2 separate regions of the Mus musculus genome follow, and region 2 is linked to region 1. The links are chromatin contacts, called in public Hi-C maps. All regions are on one chromosome and are shown on one strand. Each heading gives the region's core, a stretch centred on a gene start, on an enhancer-like site or on the middle of the called end of the contact. The rest is flanking DNA. Distances are from core to core; before and after follow the strand shown. Region 1 has its middle 35 kb from the start of Tbl1xr1. Region 2 overlaps Tbl1xr1 (transducin (beta)-like 1X-linked receptor 1).

Region 1 (5,463 bases), core at 1,062-3,561:
TTTGACCTAACATTTCAGCCTTTTGTAAGGGGTAATATGCTCCCTTCTGCAACAGTTTCCTTCTGAAATTAAGATGCCACAACATTGTCCGTGTCCAGGAAGACAGAATAGTAGTTGAAGGTCTGGAGGCGGTTCAGGCAATGGGCATTTATCAGAAGCAGCTAGTTAGCAGACCCAGGTGAAGAGGCATGGAGCAGTGATGTCAGTTGGACTGGTTCACATCAGCTTTCAGCAAGCCCAGGGCAAACAGCCATTCGGAGCAGTTTATAGTGTGCAGCTGATTCCTGAATTGTGTCTTTCAGCCAAGCAGAAATCTGGTGAGATAGATATAAACCAAGGACTGAAGTTAAAAGTTTAGGAACTTTAAGGGAAATCTTAAATTTGGAACTTTCAAGACCATCGTCCTGATAGCTTGGGGTTGGGGGGAGAACACCTAAGACTAGGGCAGAAAGAGAGATCACACCCTCAGCTCAGAAATGCATAAGTGGGAAAACTTAGGCCATACTTATCTGGAGTCCATTTGACTTTTGAGAGGTGAATCCAAGTCTTATGACTCCCTCAACTCCATAAAGCTTGCATCATTTTTTTTAGTTTACAAAAAGAGATAAAAGTTTTAGATATATTAGCATCACCACTGCTCTGAAATCCATGTTTTTGAAAAGCTAACAGGTGTTTGTAAGACAGCTGGAGTAAACTCACTCCTTTGAGTCATAGTGAAAGCTATGGCACTGGGTTAAAACGAATGAACATTCTTTTCTCTCTCCAGAAGGATGGATGTATACAGATTGGACACTGATGCTTATAGCCTAATGAGAAGTACCTTTAAGTCTATACTTAGAAAACTACTGAAGGAAATTTGAAATCTTGTGCTTGCGACTGACAATAGTAAGTCCTTTACCAGCTTATAAGTACTTGTTGTGGATAGCCCTGGTGCTGTTTGTTTGGTTGGTTTTTGTTTTTTTTCGAGACAGGGTTTCTCTGTATAGCCCTGGCTGTCCTGGAACTTACTTTGTAGTTTGATGCTAATTTTGCTCTCCTGGGAGGGACTTTGGACAAGGAGGGAGTCATAACCAGGTGACTTCTTGTGAACCAATCCCCTAATGAATAAAGGAGCCAATCACTGGGCGAGTAGGCGGAACTTACAGTTTGGACAGAGGAAGAAAAGGAGAGTTAGGCCTTTTTTGGGACAGGGATAGTGTCAGGACAAGATGAAATTATGAATGTCTCTCGGTTTCAACAGCGGATTCGTCAGGATTTGCCACCAGAAGATTTAGATTTAATAAGGTTTACAAGTGAGGATTTTAGTTGTTGCACCCAGTGCTTGAGTTACCATTGTCATTTCTGAACTAAGTTTATGTTGAGTTTTCCTTCACACAGTGGCTCATCTGGGTTCAAGAGAGAAAGGTACCGTGGCAAAGCGTGGGTTTGCCTGAGGTACACCACAAAGGCCGTGGGGGATTTCAAGCATGGGGCTGGTGTGGTAGCGACACTCTAGTGGGAACCTATCGAGCTGGATGGAGATGTTTTGGTAGCTCCAGGCAAGAGAGTCTTACCATAAAAGCAGGCCTGCCAGGATGGAGAGTTGCCAAGAAGGTGGTTTTTTGTTTGTTTGTTTGTTTGTTTGTTTTTTAATATTTCCCGCAACAAGTACTCTATTGATCAATATTAAAACTCTGAACTTTTGAAATCTTAGTATAATAGCATAGAAGAAGGAAAGAAAACGGAAACATTTATTACCTTAAATTACTTTTCTTATACCTTTAGGACTTGTACTTATACAACTCAAAACAGTTCCTTAGACCCTCAGAAATGACTTAAGATTCCACATTCGGAGACCTTTACACACCTTAGAACATTTTTCTTAGATCCTCCAAACTTACATATACTTAAAATCTTTTTTATCCAACCATTTACCATGAGACACAAGTTACTGAGAATAATCATTGCAAAGCAAATTCATAAAGTTACATTTGAGACCTGTTTATCTGTTAACAGGAAGCCTATTATCAAGGCAAAACTGTCTTTCTTTCTCAGCAGGAGACCTAGTAGCTCCAGAAAAAGCAAAGCCTGATCTTTTCATATAAAACAAACCAATAAGGTAGCTTGCAGCCTTGGGGAAGAAGCCGCTTGTTTCTGTCAAACCTAGTCATCCGAGCTGCCAGGGCCATCAGAGATTTGAGAAGGATAAATTATAGCTGAGAGCCTAATCCAAATGGCCTATGTATTAATTAAAATGACAAAGACTAACCAAGTACCTAGGGGATTACCCTAGTCTCCCTTGGTTTTGATGGCTTCATCAAAGGCAGAGGCTTCCGTGAAGTGTCAGTCTTCCGCTGCCAGGCGCAGAAACTCTGAGTCTCCTGTGTAGACACCTGGTGTACCTTGCCTAGACACAGCGGGACAATCATCTCTCCAGTGTCCTGCTTGTCCACAGTTTGGGCAGAGTCTTGTTGGTGGGTGAAGCATGTACACTTTTGCTTAGTAGTTAGCTACAATCCAGTTTGTACCCTACTTTGCTTACTTGGAAAGTAAGGCTTGCTTCTAGGAGCTGGCATTTCTGTCTATCACAGGAAGCCTTTTCCTTTAAGTACTTTAAATGCTGTATTCAGCAGATCTCTGAAGAGCTTGAAGGCCATGTTCTATTAAGTATACATGATTTTTAAACAAACTTTGGTTTTAGTTTACTAGTTTTAGTCTTAACCTTGAAAACAGACAAAAAGCCAAATAAAGTTTGTCTCTGTAAATGGATTACATCTGAAGTTAGGCTGACTATAAGTGAGTTCTGAGAACATTAAAGAATTTGATCATTTGTGACACGACATCCATTAAGTTGCATGTCTTAACTATCTTGAACAGTTTACATAAGTTCGTATCTTTTATAAGATTAAAATTTCAACTTTATTTATTAAGTTTGAGCCTTTAAAAAAAATGCCAATTTTTTTTTGTTTTGGTTTGGTTTTTTGTTTTTGTTTTTGGGGTTTTTGTTTGTTTGTTTGTTTGTTTGTTTTTTCGAGATAGTGTTTCTCTGTGTAACCCTGGCTGTCCTGGAGATGACTATGTAGACCAAGCTGGCCTCGAACTCAGAAATCCGCCTGCCTCTGTCTCCCAAGTGCTGGGATTACAGGCACCACTACTGCCCGGCAAAATAACAATTTCTAGATTGAAGTTTTTTAGTAACAAAATAAAACTTTAAATCATAAATACATTCCATGGGGAGATTGGCAACTTTACTTTGTGATCCTTTTAGAGTATGCAATTATAAAATTGCACAGTTAATTATATGATTCAGCTTATCAAAATACCTACAACTTAGCAAAATTAGCAAAGACAAAGAGGTTAGACATGCATTTTTAAATCGGTTTCTGTTAGTCTAATATACCTTTGGTAAGAAGAAACAGTCTATAGACTCTGCCAGACTGCTTAGGTCATGTCTTGCTGCATCATAAGATATGAATATCCCAGTTTCTAATGTTTTGTGGTTGGTTCTCATTGCTAAGTCCCTAAATATTTGGTCTTTTATTTTATTTTCAAGATTACATATTAATAAAGACATCATAATATAAAACTTTTTTTGTTTGTTTGTTTTTTTTTTTTTTTTTTTTTTTTTTCGAGACAGGGTTTCTCTGTATAGCCCTGGCTGACCTGGAACTCACTTTGTAGACCAGGCTGGCTTTGAACTCAGAAATCTGCCTGCCTCTGCCTACCAAGTGCTGGGATTAAAGGCGTGCGCCACCACGCCCAGCAATATAAAACATTTTAGACATAAAATATACCATAGCCTTATAAATTTAAATATTTAAAGAAAATATCAGGTTTTTTTTTTCATTTAAATTTTCTGAAAAACTCCAAGATTTCCTTTTAAAGAAGTTTAAAATATCTCAACTGCTGGCCCCTGCAATACCAAAATAAAATAAAATAAAATAAGTACCCATTTTAAAGTATCTTTTTTTTTCCTTCAAGAAAGAAACAGGACACAACAAAAAAAATCTTCAAAAGTACAAACAACTCAATGATCAATATCTGGGAGCCACTCACAATCCTCTGGGTTTCCCTAAGGATCTTGGGTCACCTCTGTAGCCCCACCCTTTCAGCACATACAGTCTATCTTCTAGGCCCCAGCAGGCTGCATTTCATTGCAACTATTGCCTCAGGTGACCATCACATGACAACAGCATCTCCTAAACTGCTGGGGTCCCTCTCCTAGGCTCCCTTTAGGAACTGCAGCCCTGCCACATAGTGCCAAGCCTCAGCTGCTCTCCAAGACCCCTTCCTGTCTTTAAAACAAATACCTCCGGGATGACTCTTACATGAAAACATTCAGCTGCCAGCAAGAGGTATGTTCTTGTGTATGAACACATGGAGGCAAAGTTTTAATACCTTATTAAACAAACATGGTTTTTAAATTCTATCTTTTATAAACCTTGTTTTTATGACGTTGTTTTCAGGACAAGAATTATCATACAAACCCATCCTAATCTAAAATATCTTGGAGTTGTCTTGGTTGGTTTATATAATGTGATTACCTTTAATCAGGATGGTGATGAAGTCACATGAATTCCACCCTCTCCAGGGTGACATCATAGCACATGGTTCCTTTAAAATTATCTACATATAAATTTTTAACCATCAACCCCTCTATGCTACAAGATTAAACTAACTTTTTTTGTTATAGATTTTAACAATACCAATAAATATTGAGGTAAAAAAAGTTCACATAATAGTCTTATAAATCTTGAGTCAAGATTTATGTCTCCGCAAAGTTTTATGCAGTTAAATGAAACCAGGTTTTTTGTTTTTGTTTTGTTTTTGCGTTCTACTTTCCTTTCTTCTCTCAGTCACAGACTCAAGTGGCATGCCTGGCATAGAGGAAACTTTTAGATAAGTATCCTTGGGTCTAGAGAAGAAAGAACCATATCCTAACTTCAGAGTCAGCTTTCTTTTTTTTCTTTTTTTCTTTTTTTTTAGATTTATTTATTTATTATATGTAAGTACACTGTAGCTATCCTCAGAGGGCATCAGATTTCGTTACGGATGGTTGTGAGCCACCATGTGGTTACTGGGATTTGAACTCGGGACCTTCAGAAGAGCAAGAGCAGTCGGCGCTCTTAACCACTTAGCCATCTCGCCAGCCCTCAGAGTCAGCTTTTTAATAAAGAACAGCATAAAACAACTATTACCAACACCCAAAAGACACTTTAATCCCTGCTAAACTGAATCCAGTGACTAGAAAGCTCAGTGGTAAATTTTGAGCCCTTGCCATCAAATCAGCAATGGCAAGTAGTATTATCAGTAGTGCCTGGCAGCAGCAGAGATAGCAAAAACAAACCAATAGAAACAGAACAGAAAGCTCACACACTCAAAGGAGACCGGTCAGAAAGCAAACATGTAGTGGCCACCATCATTCATAAATTCAGCTGTTCCTGATCCATATCTGTCTTTGCTCCTATGTTTGCAACAAAACAT
Region 2 (5,744 bases), core at 2,189-4,688, 150 kb after region 1:
TATAGCCCTTTTTCCCCCTTTCTTTTTTTTACCACTTCCACATACACATTCTCTGGGCATAAACACTCACACTTTTAAAACTAGTACAGCCATACTTGCTAGAAATGTGCTTACCTTCTGACAGAACTGCTACTTCTCATGCTGCAGATAATCACACTGACATGATGGAAGTAGATGGGGATGTGGAAATCCCTTCCAATAAAGCGGTTGTGCTTCGGGGCCATGAATCTGAAGTTTTCATCTGTGCCTGGAACCCTGTTAGTGATCTCCTGGCATCAGGGTAGGTTTTTCAAAGAGCTTTCTAGCTGTTGAGTATTTTGTTGTTTTAGACAGGATTTACTCTGTAACCTTGCCTTGTTGATGCACTGTGTCCTGGGATTATGTCACGTGCAGCATGACAATGGCATCTAAGAATACCTCAACAAAAGGACTGCTACATAGATTTCACTTTCCGGTCATTTTACCTTAGTAGGTTAGTATTATTACTTGGTAGGAGCTCTAAAAGAGAAATATTAGAAATGTTTATATCTGGTAGTCTACTTCTTATTCAGGTGTTAAATGTATGGCTTGGGTTCTGGAATGCTTGCTTATATGAAGACTTAAGCCGATTTTTTGACTCTGAAGGTCTGGAGACTCCACGGCAAGAATCTGGAACCTCAGTGAGAACAGCACGAGTGGCCCTACGCAGCTCGTGCTTAGACACTGCATACGGGAAGGAGGGCAGGACGTGCCCAGTAACAAGGATGTCACGTCTCTAGATTGGAATGTGAGTGTTTTGTTCTTGCATAAATGGTCTGTGAATGAAGACATTTGAGGACTTGGCATTATATAATCTTGAAATTAGATCCCAATTTTAGCTTCAATCTGGCCCCATATTCCTAAAATCCTAATCAGAATTTAGGAGTGAATTGTAGGCTTTGCTTTTTACTTCTTATAAAAAGCATTCTCATGGTATCATTTTTATGTTGTCCTTCCTGGTCTACACTTGCCCCATCCTCACTCATGGTCACCTGTGAAAATGTTCTGCATAGGGACTGCAGTCCTGCTCCACAGCACTTCCTGCCGGTGCACACACTGGGATTGGCCTGTCCGAGAACACCGCCTTCATTAGGGGGTGGGGGTTTGCCAGCCTTTGTTGGCACTTACACATAGATCAGGGTCTTTTGTGCCTGGGACTTAAACAGGCAACATGTGTGTAGTAATTAAATGGCCTTTTGAGTTGTGTAATAAACAAAATGTGTTTCTCTGCCAGAGTGAAGGTACACTTCTAGCAACTGGGTCATATGATGGATTTGCCAGAATATGGACTAAAGATGGTATGACATTTTCTAACTTTATTGATGTTCTAAATTTAAAAGTTTGAAGTAATTTTAATGTGTGTGTTTGTTTGTTTTTAATTTAGGTAATCTTGCCAGCACCTTGGGGCAGCATAAAGGTCCTATATTTGCATTAAAATGGAATAAGAAAGGAAATTTCATCCTAAGTGCTGGCGTAGATAAGGTAAATGAACATTCAGCCAAGCTCTATCAAGAATATATTTGAAAGTAATATTTTTTTCTTTCCTGCTAATCACTGAAGCAGACTTGAGTTCGTTCAAGCATGAATTTGTCACAGTACTAGAAATGTCTTATATTGTCTACTTGTTTTCCTGAGTCTGCTCATTGTATCTGTGTTGCTATGACCGTTCCTCATTTTCTTCTGGGGTTTGACTCTCGTGAAGCATGGAATGAAGTTCTTGGTGCTTCTCAGGCTTTCTCAGGGGCAGCCGTGGCTGTTTCCATCAGCAACGCCCAGGCTCTTAATCAGTTGGGTAGTGCTGGGGAAGGAGACAGGAACTGGCTGAGACTCATATTTTCAGTGAACACTTTTAAAAGGGAGATGAAGGATTCGGGAAAAGCCAGCACTTGGCACTTTCATAAGCAGTTTCACGACCTGCTTTAAGTGGTATCAAAATGTAAACGGCCTTTGGGGGCGGGGGCGGGGGGTTCATAGGAGGTCCAAGTAAAAGAAATCTTTTAGTGGTGATTTTACTATAACAAGCACTTTCCTCCTTATAACTCCTGAGCTGGAAAATCTTGCACCATTGCAGTGATAGCCATTAAATAGTCTAATTCAATGCAGACTCTTTGTTGACAAACAAGAGTTGTTGTAGGAAATAAGTTGGCGAGAAACCACCACAGAAAAGTGAAGCTGCATCATGATCCTTTTTCCTGGGCTGCTGTGAGGAATAAAAACATTGCCTGTGGAGTTCACTACACAGCATCCTTCCGCCTTGATACAGTCAGGTGTCCATTCTGCTGTTCAGACACTCTTTAACTTTTCTTCTCCTTTTAATCTCAGACCACCATCATTTGGGATGCGCATACTGGTGAAGCCAAGCAGCAGTTTCCTTTCCATTCAGGTAAATCAGCTGATGAGCGAGCTCTTCAGAATTCACGCAGGGCCTCAAGGATCAGGCAGTGTTCTTGGTGCTGGTTTCTTGGGAGGCATTCCATAGCTTTCTCCTCAGAGGATCAGCAGGGTTTCTTTTTGTTTTTGTTTTTAAGATATGTACCCTAAGAAAGCAACCAGGTTGTGTAATTAGAGTGCGATGTAAAGTTGGAAGATGGAGCGAGGGTAGCACTGTAGAGTCGAAAGATCTGGCTATAAATGTACTTTCTCCACTTGATAAGCTCTCAGGTCACTTCACCTTTATAGCTACACTTTCACTATATGTAAATGAGGGCTTTTGATAGCTATTTATTTATTGCAAGGACAAGAAAAAAATGCCTTGGAATAAATTAAACTGCTTACTGCTCACATGTTGCTGCCATCTTGTGCATTTTAGATTGATTTGTCTAGGTCTGACCTCTCTTGTCTGTGAAATAAAGGATGGGTATTCTCCGTGTCTCTTGGGTTTCTTCCTGTGTGATGTACAGGAAGTACCCTGGGCATGCAGCTCAGTGCCTTCATTGCCTTCAGCCTGGAACCACAGTGTCTGAGAAGGCAAGGAGGAACCTCTTGCTATGTAGGCTAGCTTCCGACCCACATCACTGCTCCTTCCTCTTCCTCAGCCTCCAGAGTACGGGGAGTGTAGGTGTGCATCATTGTGTCTGGCTTCTCAGGGAATTTCTTGATGGAAGGAAAGGCTGTCAGGGTAGTAGTTTTAGCAGTGCCAGATAATACTTGCTGCTTTGAGACTTGTGCTCTGAGCATTTACCCTGTAGCTGACCACGAGGCTGTAGTTATCATCTTCATGTTTTAGGAATGAACAGCTATGTACGAAGAGCCCGAAGTGAGACCAAGCAACCCAACTAGGCGAAGAAAGTAAAGTGGTTTGCAGACAGTGTTAAGAGTGTTTAGAGTCTCCACACTAATGCGCTGTTTACCTCTTCTGCACTTTCAGCCTGACTTCTAGTCCTTCCCCAGCTAGAGTTTTCCTCCGTCTCTGGCTAGCACCACATGTTTCCTCCTCCTTCTTAGAAGTGATATAAAGTTAAAGGAGTTGGGGGTGGGGGGAATGCTTAGCCACAGTGGAAAGAAAGACAACCGTTGGAGGTATTTCTCAGTGTGTTCTCTCAGACTTTGAACCAGAGCTTACTGAGAAATAGACTAAGCCTGTTTGTCTGTTTGACCTTGCCCCGTGTATGCAGGTGTGTGTTATGGGAGCTGGACTAAGGGATAGGATACTCGTTCAGATGGGGACCAAAAGACAAGGAAACAAGAACTTGCTAGAAAGGAGTTAGCTAGGGGAGGAAGAAGAAGAGTGGGAAGGAACTGAACTGTTTTAAATAAGTTGTACTTTAACAAAGTTCTGCTGAGGAGGAGTTGAGATATGGACTGATTGTATTTATCTTGAAGTGATTACACATGTATACACATGGAAACCATCGCACTGAAGAGAAAGGTGCACCTGTTAGCATCAGGCTTCTCTCCTGACCTTCTATGGATTGCCTCATTCTCCAGGCAATCACAGTAGTCAGCCAAGATTAGTCCATGATGTCTATACAGAATCGCAGGTATATTTGATTTGGGGGACTCTGGCCTCTCATTCTACTGTGTTGTAACAGACACTTATTCCGTACTTTCTTTTGCTGGCAAGGTCTCTTTGGATGGCCTATCTAGTGTGTTTGCCCACTACTGAAGTAAACTAGTATCTTCTATTTGGTCTTATTACAGAAAAAAGAACTATAAACTTTCAATCGTCTTTAAATGAGCATGCAATTTTATTTCTTAGAATAACAAGTAGTAAAATAAACTGCATTGCTCAGAACTGAAATTGTTTTCTAAAGCAATTTAGTTTCACCAGCTATAGACCATCAGGTGTCTGTGTATACTTTCTAGACCTAAGTGTATAACCCTATTTTTAATTATAGCCAATGTGAATATTTTTGTGATTGTATCTTACTGTGGTTCTAATTTGACTATTTTCCTAAGGAAGTAGAATGTGGGGAAAGGGGAGGGAGTGCAGGTATATATGGAGGCCAAAAGGTCGATATCAGGTGGTCAGGAGTCTTCATCTATTACTGTGCACATTAGTTTTTGAAGCAGGGTCTCTTTATTTTGACTGCCCTGACTGGGTGACAAGCTCCAAGAACCTTCTTATCTCAACCTCCTCAGTGCTGAGGTTGCAAGTACACACTACCATGTCTGACTTCTGTGTTTTGGTTCTGGGCATCCAAACTCATCTTCATGTTTCCTACATAGCAGGGGATTTCTCTCTTGAGCTGTCTCCCTTCTTCTCCTTTTGTTATATATGTTTTCTTCACACAAGTCACTCATTAGTTACACAGGGACAATTTCTCTTCTTCTGTGGTTTATCTTTGCTTTTGCTATGTTTTGTTTTCATCACAGGGTGTGCAGACTTTACTGATCTCAGCTTCAGGGTGTTCCTAGCTTATAGGTACATGCTCCGTGTTGGATGTTCTTAATGTAGATGAAGTCCATAATTAATCTGTACCTTAATTGTTCCTTGTTACTTGTTTTTAAGACAGATTGTCAGCACGTACCACAAACTGGTTTGGAGCTGGCTCTAACCCCCCAGCCCCTTATAATGAAAACTACAGAGGCTTATAAACTGTCAGCCAGATTTATAACAGTAAATCGTAAAACCCCAAAATGCCCACACAAAACCTCAGAACTCCATTGGTATAAATACAGTTTCCACACCTGTATGGGTCAGGTACCCTATATTAATCACTTTATTGTTGTATGATACTGTGGTTCTTTAGGTCACGTGGATCTGGATCATCTTCTCCTATAGGTTCCATCTTGTCTCCTCATCTCCATCTCTCTCTGTCTCTCTGTTCCCTCTCTAAAACTTTCTCCTCTTTCTCTTCCACTGCCCAATCACAGTCTCTAGCCTTATCTGACTAACAAACTGAATATCAATAATACTCCAAATTTGTATATGTATAACTAAAGTTTTGGTATGTGCGTCTTAGTCATTGCTACAAAGAGACACCATGACCTAGGCAACTTTAAAAAAAATAAACCATTTAATTGGGTCCTTGCTTACAGTTTCAGAGGTTTAGCCAGTTACTGTGATATGAAGCATGGTTGTAGGCAAGCATGGTGCTAGAGAAGTAGCTTAGAGTCACACCCTAATCTATGGGCCTATAGGGAGACAGGAACTAACAGGGGCTTTTGACACCTCAGAGCCCAAGCCCAGTGACACACTTTCCCCAACAGTGCTACGTGGTCTAATCCTTTCAAAGAGTTCTACTTCCTGGTTGATTCTGTATTCAAATATTTGAGCCTATGGT

The links. Hi-C and Micro-C count contacts between places; a contact is called where the count stands out from the background.
Region 2: a Hi-C map of regulatory T cells shows a contact between it and region 1, with 3 times the contacts expected there. The contact joins two enhancer-like sites. A contact is called at or near these places in 1 of 484 Hi-C or Micro-C datasets (regulatory T cells), 1 of 115 datasets of contacts at active chromatin or transcription factors (embryonic stem cells) and 2 of 9 other capture datasets (adipose tissue and pancreatic islet).

Annotation. Positions count from the first base shown.
Region 1 is chr3:22,038,515-22,043,977 of GRCm38.p6, forward strand. No RefSeq gene overlaps it. Among named protein-coding and RNA genes, the nearest start is that of Tbl1xr1, 35 kb to the right of the region's middle. Within about 2 kb of position 2,312, at least 20 of the 459 cell types and tissues checked have an H3K27ac peak or open chromatin away from gene starts, as enhancers often do. A contact at or near this core is called in regulatory T cells, where this site is marked.
Region 2 is chr3:22,190,768-22,196,511 of GRCm38.p6, forward strand. Tbl1xr1 (transducin (beta)-like 1X-linked receptor 1) reads left to right here. Exons shown (of 16, transcript NM_030732.3): 6 at 148-280; 7 at 625-766; 8 at 1,253-1,316; 9 at 1,403-1,500; 10 at 2,341-2,401. Among named protein-coding and RNA genes, the nearest start is that of Tbl1xr1, 120 kb to the left of the region's middle. Within about 2 kb of position 3,439, at least 6 of the 459 cell types and tissues checked have an H3K27ac peak or open chromatin away from gene starts, as enhancers often do. A contact at or near this core is called in regulatory T cells, where this site is marked.